Regions from separate parts of the Mus musculus genome. Here region 2 is linked to region 1. The links are chromatin contacts, called in public HiChIP or PLAC-seq maps. All regions are on one chromosome and are shown on one strand. Each heading gives the region's core, a stretch centred on a gene start, on an enhancer-like site or on the middle of the called end of the contact. The rest is flanking DNA. Distances are from core to core; before and after follow the strand shown. Region 1 holds the start of Icam1 (intercellular adhesion molecule 1). Region 2 holds the start of Rab3d (RAB3D, member RAS oncogene family).

What was found. HiChIP or PLAC-seq counts read pairs in DNA pulled down with a chosen protein or histone mark.
Region 2: an H3K27ac HiChIP or PLAC-seq map of microglia shows a contact between it and region 1, with 6 times the contacts expected there. The contact joins the promoter of Rab3d here to the promoter of Icam1 in region 1. A contact is called at or near these places in 2 of 115 datasets of contacts at active chromatin or transcription factors (large pre-B cells and microglia).

Annotation. Positions count from the first base shown.
Region 1 is chr9:21,013,237-21,018,269 of GRCm38.p6, reverse strand. Icam1 (intercellular adhesion molecule 1) reads right to left here and starts at 2,330. Exons shown (of 7, transcript NM_010493.3): 1 at 2,169-2,330. The coding sequence starts at 2,235.
Region 2 is chr9:21,915,599-21,920,631 of GRCm38.p6, reverse strand. Rab3d (RAB3D, member RAS oncogene family) reads left to right here and starts at 2,449. Exons shown (of 5, transcript NM_001324531.1): 1 at 2,449-2,610; 2 at 4,689-4,927. The coding sequence starts at 4,700.

The sequences.
Region 1 (5,033 bases), core at 1,081-3,580:
GACATAACTCCTTGGTGACAGATTTGAGCAGAGGTCTGGAGGGTGAGATGGCTCTGGCCAAATAGGAAGAAGAAAAAGAAGAGAAGGAAGAAGAAGAAGAAAAAGAAGAGAAGGAAGAAGAAGAAGAAGAAGAAGAAGAAGAAGAAGAAGAAGAGGAGGAGGAGGAGGAGGAGGAGGAGGAGGAGGAGGAGGAGGAGGAGGAGGAGGAGGAGGAGGAGGAGGAGGAGGAGGAAGAGGAAGAGGAAGAGGAAGAGGAAGAGGAAGAAGAAGAAGAAGAAGAAGAAGAAGAAGAAGAAGAAGAAGAAGAAGAAGAAGAAGAAGAAGCCAATTTCAGACAGAAGAAGGAGCATGGCAGGGGCTGGATGCTCAGCACGAAGAGGAAGAGAGTGAAATAAGAAGATCCTCTGGGTCACGGTGTCCCCAGTGCCAAATGTGGTGGCACACACCATTAATTCCAGCACTCAGGAGGCAGGAGACTCGTGAGTTTGAGGCTAGCCTGATCTATACAGTGAGCTTTAGCTACACAGTAAGACACTGCTTTGTTCCTTGGGTGGCTGAGGTTATCCCTCAGTCCTGGGGGTGGGAGGGGGCCCAGAAGCAGAGCATTCACTAACTTATGCAAAGACTTGAGGCCTGTCCGCAGCTGGGTGTGAAGGCGCAGGACTGTAAACCAAGCCCTTGGGAGGCTGAGTAGGAAGATCAGGAGTTAGCCTGGCCTGGAGTACACAGCCTGGCCAACATGGTTTCTATGTGAAAACATCAAAAAAGGAGCCAACAAGAGGCTGAGCCAGTAAAGGGCTTGCCAGCAAGCCTGACCACCTGCCCTCAGCCCCCGGAGCCCCTGCAGAGGGAGGAGGAAGGAAGTGGTCCTGCAAGCTGCCTTCTGAGCGCCACAATTCTGCTGTGGCACTAGCACATGCCTGTACAATAAGTAAATAAAGTGTAACCACTTAACTAAAGTAAACAACGAATGGGGGTGGGGGATGGAACCATTGGGGCGGCAGAGGCAGACAGGTCTCAGTCCCAGGCCAACCTGGTCTACAGAGCAAGTTGTAGGACAGCCAGGGCTACACAGAGAAATCCTGTCTCAAAAAAACAAGACCAACCAAAAAAAACAAAAAAACAAGAAAAACCAATAACAACAACAACAAAAAACTGAACTCAGCTTTCCCCTCCCCCATCTCTCCACCCTCACCCCCCCACACACGCAAAGATCCCAGTGCTATGATTGGTGGTCTGGTGGAGGTAATAACAGCTATAACAGCTAGCAACTCTCCTCAATACTTCTGGAATTATTCGGGCTCCTTGGAGAACCCTGAGGCAAGAAGAAGTCATCCAGCTAGGAGTTATGGATTGCGGGAATCCAAGTCGGGAGCCTCCTGATAGCTGCTGAACAAGTTCTGAATCTTCCTCTCTTGGGAGGACGGCAGGCGCCGCCCCCAGGCAGCAGCAAGGTGGGGAGTCCTGAGCCGGCTCACTCTGGCTCCAGGGTACACCAACCCTGGAATTCCCCAGCGCAGAAGCAGCCTGGACTTCCCCAGGGGTGAGGATGAGGAACGGGTGTCTGTGGGGGAGGGAACCGGACCTCAAGATTCACTTTAGGACGGGCCAGCCCCTCAGACCATCTGTTCCCCACCTCAGCCATATTCTGACTGCCCCATGACAAGGACTGTGACCACAGTTCCCATTGCACAGACCATGAGCCCAGGTTCTAAACGTGCATGTTTTAGGAGAGTAGTGTGTTTTGAGCCTGTAACCCGAAGAGCCGCGAGGCCTTGAGGACTGAGTTCAAGGCCAGCCTAGGCTAACGTGTCAAGGCATCATTCTCAAAACAGGAAAGAAAGGAAGGGAGGGGAAGAGGGGGACAGGGGGAGAGAGAGAGGACAGAGAGAGGGGGAGGGAGGGAGGGACTGGGAGGGAGAGAGAGAGAGAGAGAGAGAGAGAGAGAGAGACCGAGATTTTGGGTTCTGTAACCCACCCATGGAGTGATGCTACGTGGGATTCGAACTCCGGGCTGTTAGTTTTCAACCCTGGGTTTCCAATCCCACTTCCCGTTAACAGCTGAATTTATGTGATGTTCCGCTGGCCGGGAAGCAGGGATTTCGACCGCGCTCTGGGTCCTGGAGTTTGGAGACCTGCCCCCCAAAGCGACCCCACCTCGGACTCACCAGGGATCACAACGGTGACCAGGGCCAGGAGCAGAGGTAGCGTGGGCTTGGCACGGGTTGAAGCCATTGCAGGGCCAGGGCAAAGTGCAGGTAGCAGCGGAGCTCAGCACTAGCACTGGGTGCAGACTGAGGCGGGCGGCGCTTTTATAGTCTCTGGCTCACGGGGGGCCGAGGGGCGGTGCTGTCGGGGCCACTTTCCGGGAAACCTCGCGCCTTCCCCTCCGGAACGAGGGCTTCGGTATTTCCGGGTGGAGACTGTGCCCTGGCAGAGAGGGGTGGTCCTGCCTCGCTGGCCCCTGCGATCTAGGAATTTCCAAACTGAAGTAATGACATGTGGGGGGAGGTGGTGTCAGAGACCAGCAGGTGAGTCCGGAGAGAAGGCCCCGGGCCTCCAGGAGTCACGCCTCCTGGTTAACTGATTGACTACTGCCTAGTCCCCTGCGACATCAGGACCGCCATCCCCTCAAAGGGATAAACTGAGGCTCGGCATTTCGCAGGGATCCGAAATCAAGTCCTGATTTCCCCAACTACTGCAAGCCTCTTTAACCCACCAGACATGCCCTTGCCGGGGATAAGGGCTCCCTGGAATCGTTAGGGGACGCCATCCATTCAGAGGTGCCCCTCTCCCCAGGACCATGCTCCACCCACTTGGCACTAGAGATGAAGCAGCGATCCAAGCAGGCCCGGACAGATCCGCTGTGAGAAAGTCCTGCCTGAGAGGCAGTCCTCACTTCCCTTCTCCCACTCACGACTGCTCCCGCCCCCGCGGCCTCGGTTCCCCTTTTCTGCTTTGACTTCTGGGGCGTCTTGACAGCTCCCCCAAAAGGAAGGAAGATGTCTGGTCCTGTGGCGTGGAGCCCTGCACCTCCCTTTCTTAGACTGGATGAGAAACAGAACTCCGAAGAGGAGAGGCACCTCTCAGAAAGCAGAGATCCCCCACTCCCCAGCGCGCCTTATGGGGGGGTTTCCTCTCCTTCTCACTCCTTTCCCCCACTTCCTCCATCCTCTGGCCCCGCCCCGTGCTAGTTTCTCCCCTTCCCCCTCTCATCTCTCCCCCTGCTGTCTCTTCTTGAGGTCAGGTGTCAAGTAGCTCAGGGTGACCTCAAACGCCCTGTAGTTGAGGATGACCTTGAACTCCCGATCCTGCCTCGTGCTCCACTGCTCTTGCTTTTCGCAGTGAAACTGAGGCAGACCTTGAACAATGAGATTGGACAAAGAGAGATATCAAACCCTAGTCTTCCAAGACCCAGTGGCTTGCTTACTGGCCTTTGGACGCCCGAGGCTTCCTGTTTTAAGACGCCTATACAGTTGCTGTGGAGACCAGCCCTGGGCCAGGAGGTCGTGCTGCAGATGCGGAAGGGAGAGGTCGAGATGCACGTGTGCTCTTCCTCCAGAGCCCACAGCTCCCAGGCCACTCCACACCCAAGCCTGAAGCCTGGTTATTCCTAAGGAATTTCCACGGGGATGTTTTGATTGGGGGGGGGGGGTGTCTGGGGAGCGGGCACTCAATCTCTACCCCAGGACAACTATGATGGAGTTTCAGAGTGACCTCAAGGGAATCTGGGAAATCCCTCAGAGTGGATTTTTCTAGTGGTGTCACTGAGAGTCTTTGGTCCTCATTTCACCTGTTTGAGACTCCATTGCCCTAAGGTCCCATATGCAGTCTTTAGTTTGACTGTTTAAAGCGGCACCTTCTGTGTTGAGCGCACCAATCGGTCCAAGAGCTGAATATTGGAAAATCCTGCTTTGATCCTCAGTGGAGCATCAATGAGCAGAACATAACTCCTTCAACAGAGAAGCCAGCAGCATACAGCAGCAGCCTGGAAGTGTACTGAAGAGTACACTGGAACAAGACCAGAGACTGACTGGATGAGTTTAAGGTCAGTTCCACAAGACATGATTTCTTCAAGAACCATAAACTGGGGGCTGGAGAGATGGATGGGTCAGCAGTTCAGAGCAAGTGCTCTTGCAGAGAACACAGGTTCAATTCCCATCACCCTCATGGCAGCTCACAACCATCTGTAACTCCAGCTCTAGCGATCTGATGTTTTCTTCTGGACACACACACAGTCTTATGGCTGGAGAGGTGGCTCAGTGGTTGAGTGTATATCCTGCTATTGCAGAGGACTGAAATTAAGTTCCCAGCACCCATGCCAAGCAGCCAGCATGCATGTAGTACACACACACACACACACACACACACACACACACACACACACACACACAAGCACACTAAGTGTTAAGTGTATAAAATACACATATAAAATAAAATTAATCTAACACAGTAATTAAAAAAAATTAATCTTAGCCGGGCGTGGTGGCACACGCCTTTAATCCCAGCACTCCAGAGGCAGAGGCAGAGGCAGGCGGATTTCTGAGTTCGAGGCCAGCCTGGTCTACAAAGTGAGTTCCAGGACAGCCAGGGCTATACAGAGAAACCCTGTCCCAAAAAAAACAAAACAAACAAACAAAAAATCAATCTTTCTGGGTCTGGAGCTCAGTAGAGTGCCTGATTAACAAGCACAAAGCCCAGGTGGAGGAAAGAGGATCAGGAATTCAAGGTTATCCTCTGCTACATGTTTAAGGCTAGCCTGGGCTACACTTAGGGCTTCTCAAAAAAAAAAAAAAGCATGGGGTATTATTTTGTGATTACTGATAAAATAGAAAACTAAAGCCAGGGATAGAGAGTTTGATGGTTAAAAAGAACTGGTGTGGGGCCTGGAAAGATGGCTCAGCGGTTAAGAGCACTGACTGCTCTTCCAGAGGTCCTGAGTTCAATTCCCAGCAACTACATGGTGGCTCACAACCATCCATGAGATCTGATACCCTCCTCTTCTGGTGCATCTGAAGACAACTACAGTGTAC
Region 2 (5,033 bases), core at 1,200-3,699, 900 kb before region 1:
ACTGCTCTTCCAGAGGACTTGAATTCAATTCCCAGAAACCACATGGTGGCTCACAACCATCTGTAATGGGATCTGATGCCCTCTTCTGGTGTGTCTGAAAGCAGTGACAGTGTACTCATATAAATAAAATAAATAAATCTTTTTTTAAAAGCGTTTACAAGACAGGCTAGAACATCTTTCCTTAGCCCCTAGCATCCATTCCGAGCTGTGAACCTGGGTGAGTGATATCCTGAAGTCTTTGGGGACTGCTTGTTTCTAGGAATAACTCAGCTCTTCCTAGCTAATACTCTCCGGCACAATTCATGTTAAATCTTTGGAGGCAGCTCTTGTTCCCTTAGGCATCTGAGTGAGCAGTGACGTTCAAGTTTCTGTGTGGTAATGGTGTGTGTGATAATGGTCTGTGTGTATGTGCTTTGAGGCAGGGTCTCTAGCTCAGGCTGACTTGGAATCCTGTGGCCCAAGTTGGCCTGAAACTTGAGAATTTTCCTGCCTCCACCTCTCATGTACTAAAATTACAGATAGGAGCTACTATATCAGTCTCTATATTTTTGAGACAGGCTCTTATTACTATGTAGCCAATCTGATTTAAAACTTACTATGTGACCCAGCTAGCCTCAAATTCATGGCAGTCCTCGTGTCTCAGCTTCCTAGTACTAGGATGACAGAAATACACCATTTCACCTGTTTAGACACACATGCAGATAACTTTGGAGATGGAGTCTCTTCTGAGTTCAGGCTGAACTTGAAGTTACTACATACCTGAGTATGACCTTGAACTCCTGATTTCTGTCTTCCTCTACCTCCCAAATTCTGGAATTACAAATGTTAGCTACCATACCTAAAAGTCTGATTTTTTTTTTTTTTTTTTTTTTTTTTTTGAGACAGGGTTTCTCTGTGTAGCCCTGGCTGTCCTGGAACTCACTTTGTAGACCAGGCTGGCTTCGAACTCAGAAATCCACCTGCCTTTGCCTCTTCCTCCCCAGTGCCAGGATTAAAGGCATGTGCCACCACACCCGGCTCTGTTTGATTTTTTACATTTATTTATTCTTTTGTTTATTGCATGTGGAGATCAGAGGACAACTTGTGGGAATTGGTTCTCCTTCTACTCTGTTGGTCCCTGAAACCCTCATATCAGGCTTAGTAGCAACTGAATTCGAAATCTTGCTGTGTGGACTCTGGCAAATATCTACTTTTCTTTGATCCTCAGTTTCCTTATTTATATATATGAATACACTGTAGCTGTCTTCAGGCACACCAGAAGAGGGCATCAGATCCCATCACAGATGGTTGTGAGCCACCATGTGGTTCCTGAGATTTGAACTCAGGACCTCTGGAAGAACAGTCAGTGCTCTTAACTGCTGAGCCATCTCTCCAGCCCCAGTTTCCTTATTTCTAAAACATGTTTTAACTCCAAGAGCCCTTAGGCATGTTGAACAGAAGAATCTAGCACCCTTTAGAGCCAGACTCCTCCCACGTGGAACGGGGATTATGCCTAGGATTCAGGCCAGCACTGGGGAGATAGAGTAACCACTCTCTATATAAGAAGCCTTGGGCTCCATCCCTAGCACCGTGTAAAGCAGCATGGCTTTGTACACCTTCAATCCCAGACCTTGGGAGGTGGAGCCAGGGGAATCAGTTCACATTTACTCTTGGTACTTAAGGAGTTTGAGGCAAGCCTGGAAAACAAACAAAAAAATTTTAATTTTTAGAATTTTAAATTTTATTTTACATGAGTGTTTTGTCTGCACCACGTGGGCTCTTGCAGTTTGATGAAGTAAGAAGGGTCAGGTCTCCTGGAACTGGAGTTATTAGACACCATGTGAGTCCTGAGACTCAAACTCATATCCTCAACAAGAACAAGTGATTTTAACCGCTGAGACATCTCTCCAGCCCCCAAAAGTAAAAGGAATAAAACTATGGTTACACTAATCTTGTTATGAACCACTCGACAGAGGGAAACATTGAGGTTGAGAGAGGTTAAATATGTCAGGAGTCACAGTCCTAGAAAGGGGAGATGGGAATAGAACTCAGCTGCTGAGGTTTTCCTGTTAACACAGAATGCATAGAAAATGTTTTCTACCTCTAGTTAGGAAAGAGAGGCTCTGATGGGACTTAATGCCTCTTCCCGCTCCTCTGGGCTCTAGCTCAGGACCACAGACTTGCACTCCCAGATCCCTACCACCCCTCTCCTACCATACTACCAGGTCCCATCCTCTCAACTCCCTGCCCACCTCTGACGCCTCTTGAGGTGGCCCCGCCCCTGCCAGACCCCACCTCCGCCTGCAAGGCTCGCCCACTCAGCTAGGACTTTTGTGGCGTCCAAGCCTCCGACAGGCCACGCCCATCTCCTGGCTCCGTTGGCGGCGCCCACACCCGTAAGACCACGCCCACCGCCGGGCGCCAACTCTCAAGGCGCCCCGCCCCTTCTAGGCCCCACCCGCTCACCTCGCCTAGTCTTCTGCGGCCTCGCCCCCTCCGCCTGGGCGGAGCCGGCGCGGGATCCGGGTGTCAGTGTTGGCAGCGCCGGCAGCTGTGGGGCGAGGGTCGCAGCCCTGTGCGGGGCCGTAGCAACTTCGTGGGCGGATCCTGGTGTGCAAGGCGGGACCCGAGGTGAGCCCAGGAGCGAGTGCACCTGCCAACCCGCTGATACGCGCGTGCACTATGACAGGGTTGAACTGGGGTCCGCGCGAGCCTGGGTCCCGCACCCCCTGTCAGTGCTGCTGGCTCTTCTGGGTTCCCCGCACCCGGCAAGCTCTGCGAACGGTGGCGGGGTGGGCGAGAAGCCCAGCTTGGGGCCGAGCGACGGCGCCATATGGTGATGGGGGAGGCACTTGCTGGTGCACGCAGTGCAGTGACTGTTCGGGTGCCAACCTTGAGGGCTAGGGGACCCCTAGATGGCCCAGAAGAGAAGCCGTGGTGGGGCGGGGGCCAGCCTGGAGGCCCTGCCCGACGGACGCCTCAAACCCGTTCTCCCGGAACACAGGGTGGGGTTGGCTGCGTTCTCCTTAGAAATGCACGGAGTAGAGAAACAGAAAACACCGAAGGCCATTGAGAAATACTTTTGCTTGGGCTTCGGAGAGCAGCTCTAAGCTAGACAGCTGGAGAAAGCAAAGTGGGGGCGGGGGTGGGGGAGAGCTTGGAAGAACACCCTAGATTTGGATAAAACAGAATGCTGGAGTGTGGGAAGATATAAACAGGAGGATATGGGGTGGTGGGTTTTGCAGTCATTAAGTGGCTAGGATAATTCTCTTGGATTTGATGACTTTCAGTCCTGTCTTTGTGGACCATGGCTGGGGTGAGTCAGCTTTGGCCAAGAGGGAGCCAGGCCCGGCCCCTTTGACAAATAAAATGGTAGATACCCACTTGGGAGCCTAACTGGGCCTTTAAACCTTATGTTATATATATAGAAATTACCCTCACCCTGGGAGACAGGGAAAGGGTTACAGTGGATTTGGAGAGGACAGGACAGCACCCCAGAGGCAAGCACCAGCTAAATTCAACATCCAAGCCTTGATGGAAGGGGCTCTGTCTAGCTGGCAGTCACACACACACCTACACACCTGGCCATACCAGCTGCTTGCACTGGGCAAAGTCCAGCTTGCAGCCCGTGCAACTTCCTCACCACCACGGCCCCCCAGCCCCAACTGGCCCTGAGTTTTCACCTGTTACCTGGTCCTGCACCTGAAGGGAGAAGATCTGAACCTTCCACTATAAAGGTTCCATATTTCTTTCCTTTTTCTCTTTCTCTCTCTCTGTCCCTCTCTCTTTCTTTTTTCCTTCCTTCCTTCCTTCCTCCCTTCCTTTCTTTCTGAGACAAGTTCTCATATAACCCACCCCAGTTTGGTAAGGAACTTCCAATGTAACGCAGGATGGCTTTGAACGCCTGGTACTCTGTTTCCACTCTGTAGTGCTGAAATTACAGGTGTGCACATCACACCTGGTTTGCTGGGTGCTGGGGCTGAAAACGCAGGTGAGTGCTCTACTCCCCAGCCCTCAGCCTCACCTTTGTGTAAAGATTAAATAGCAACCACAGCCCTCTCACTGTGGTGTTTCTTTCTTATGCACAGCTGTGTCTCTTCAGAGACCCATGCCTGGTGCAGAGACTCAGCAGAAGTTTGTTGATGAATACCACAAGGATCATTAAGAAGGGCACAGTGGTGCACACCTGTAATCCACAGCTCCAGAGGCAGGGATCCACCACATGGGGAGTTTGAGGTCAGCCTGAGCTACCTGAGATCTTTCCTTAAAGAATAAAAGTGGAAAAAATGAGAAGGAGTAGAGAGATGGCTCAGCTGCTAAGAGCAGTTCTTTCAGACAACCTGACTTAGATTCTCAGAGCCCAGGTCAGGCAGTTTACAGCTGCCTCTAACTACAGCCCCGAGGTGGAGCCACGTCCCTGTCAACCCCATACACCAGTCACATATGCAGCCTTAGTCTTACTCCAGAGTGAGACCTTGTCTCAATAAATAAATAAAAATAAATAAAACTTTAAAACTAGGGCTAGGGGATGGCTTTGCAGGAAAAGGCACTTGCTGCCCAGCCTGATGACCTGCGTTTGATCCCAGATCCACGTGTCGGAAGATGTGATTCTTGAAACCAATGGACCCATAGACTCACCCTTACGGAAGCTGCCCTCTTACAGGAGTCCCCTCTTTGACATCAGGATTTCTGGTCTCCCCTCCAAGCAGATCCCACTGAGATGGCATCCGCTAGTGAGCCCCCTGCCAGCCCAAGAGACGCTGCTGACCAGAACTTTGACTACATGTTCAAACTGCTCTTGATCGGGAACAGCAGCGTGGGCAAGACATCCTTCCTGTTCCGCTATGCCGATGACTCCTTCACCCCTGCCTTCGTGAGCACAGTGGGCATCGACTTCAAGGTCAAGACGGTCTACCGACATGACAAGAGGATCAAGCTGCAGATTTGGGTGGGCTGAGTAGTCATGTGGGGAGTGGGAGGGCAGTCAGTAGAAAACCCCAGCACACACACACACAGAACAGCTTGGGGCCGGGAGGCGTCTTTTATCCCTGAGG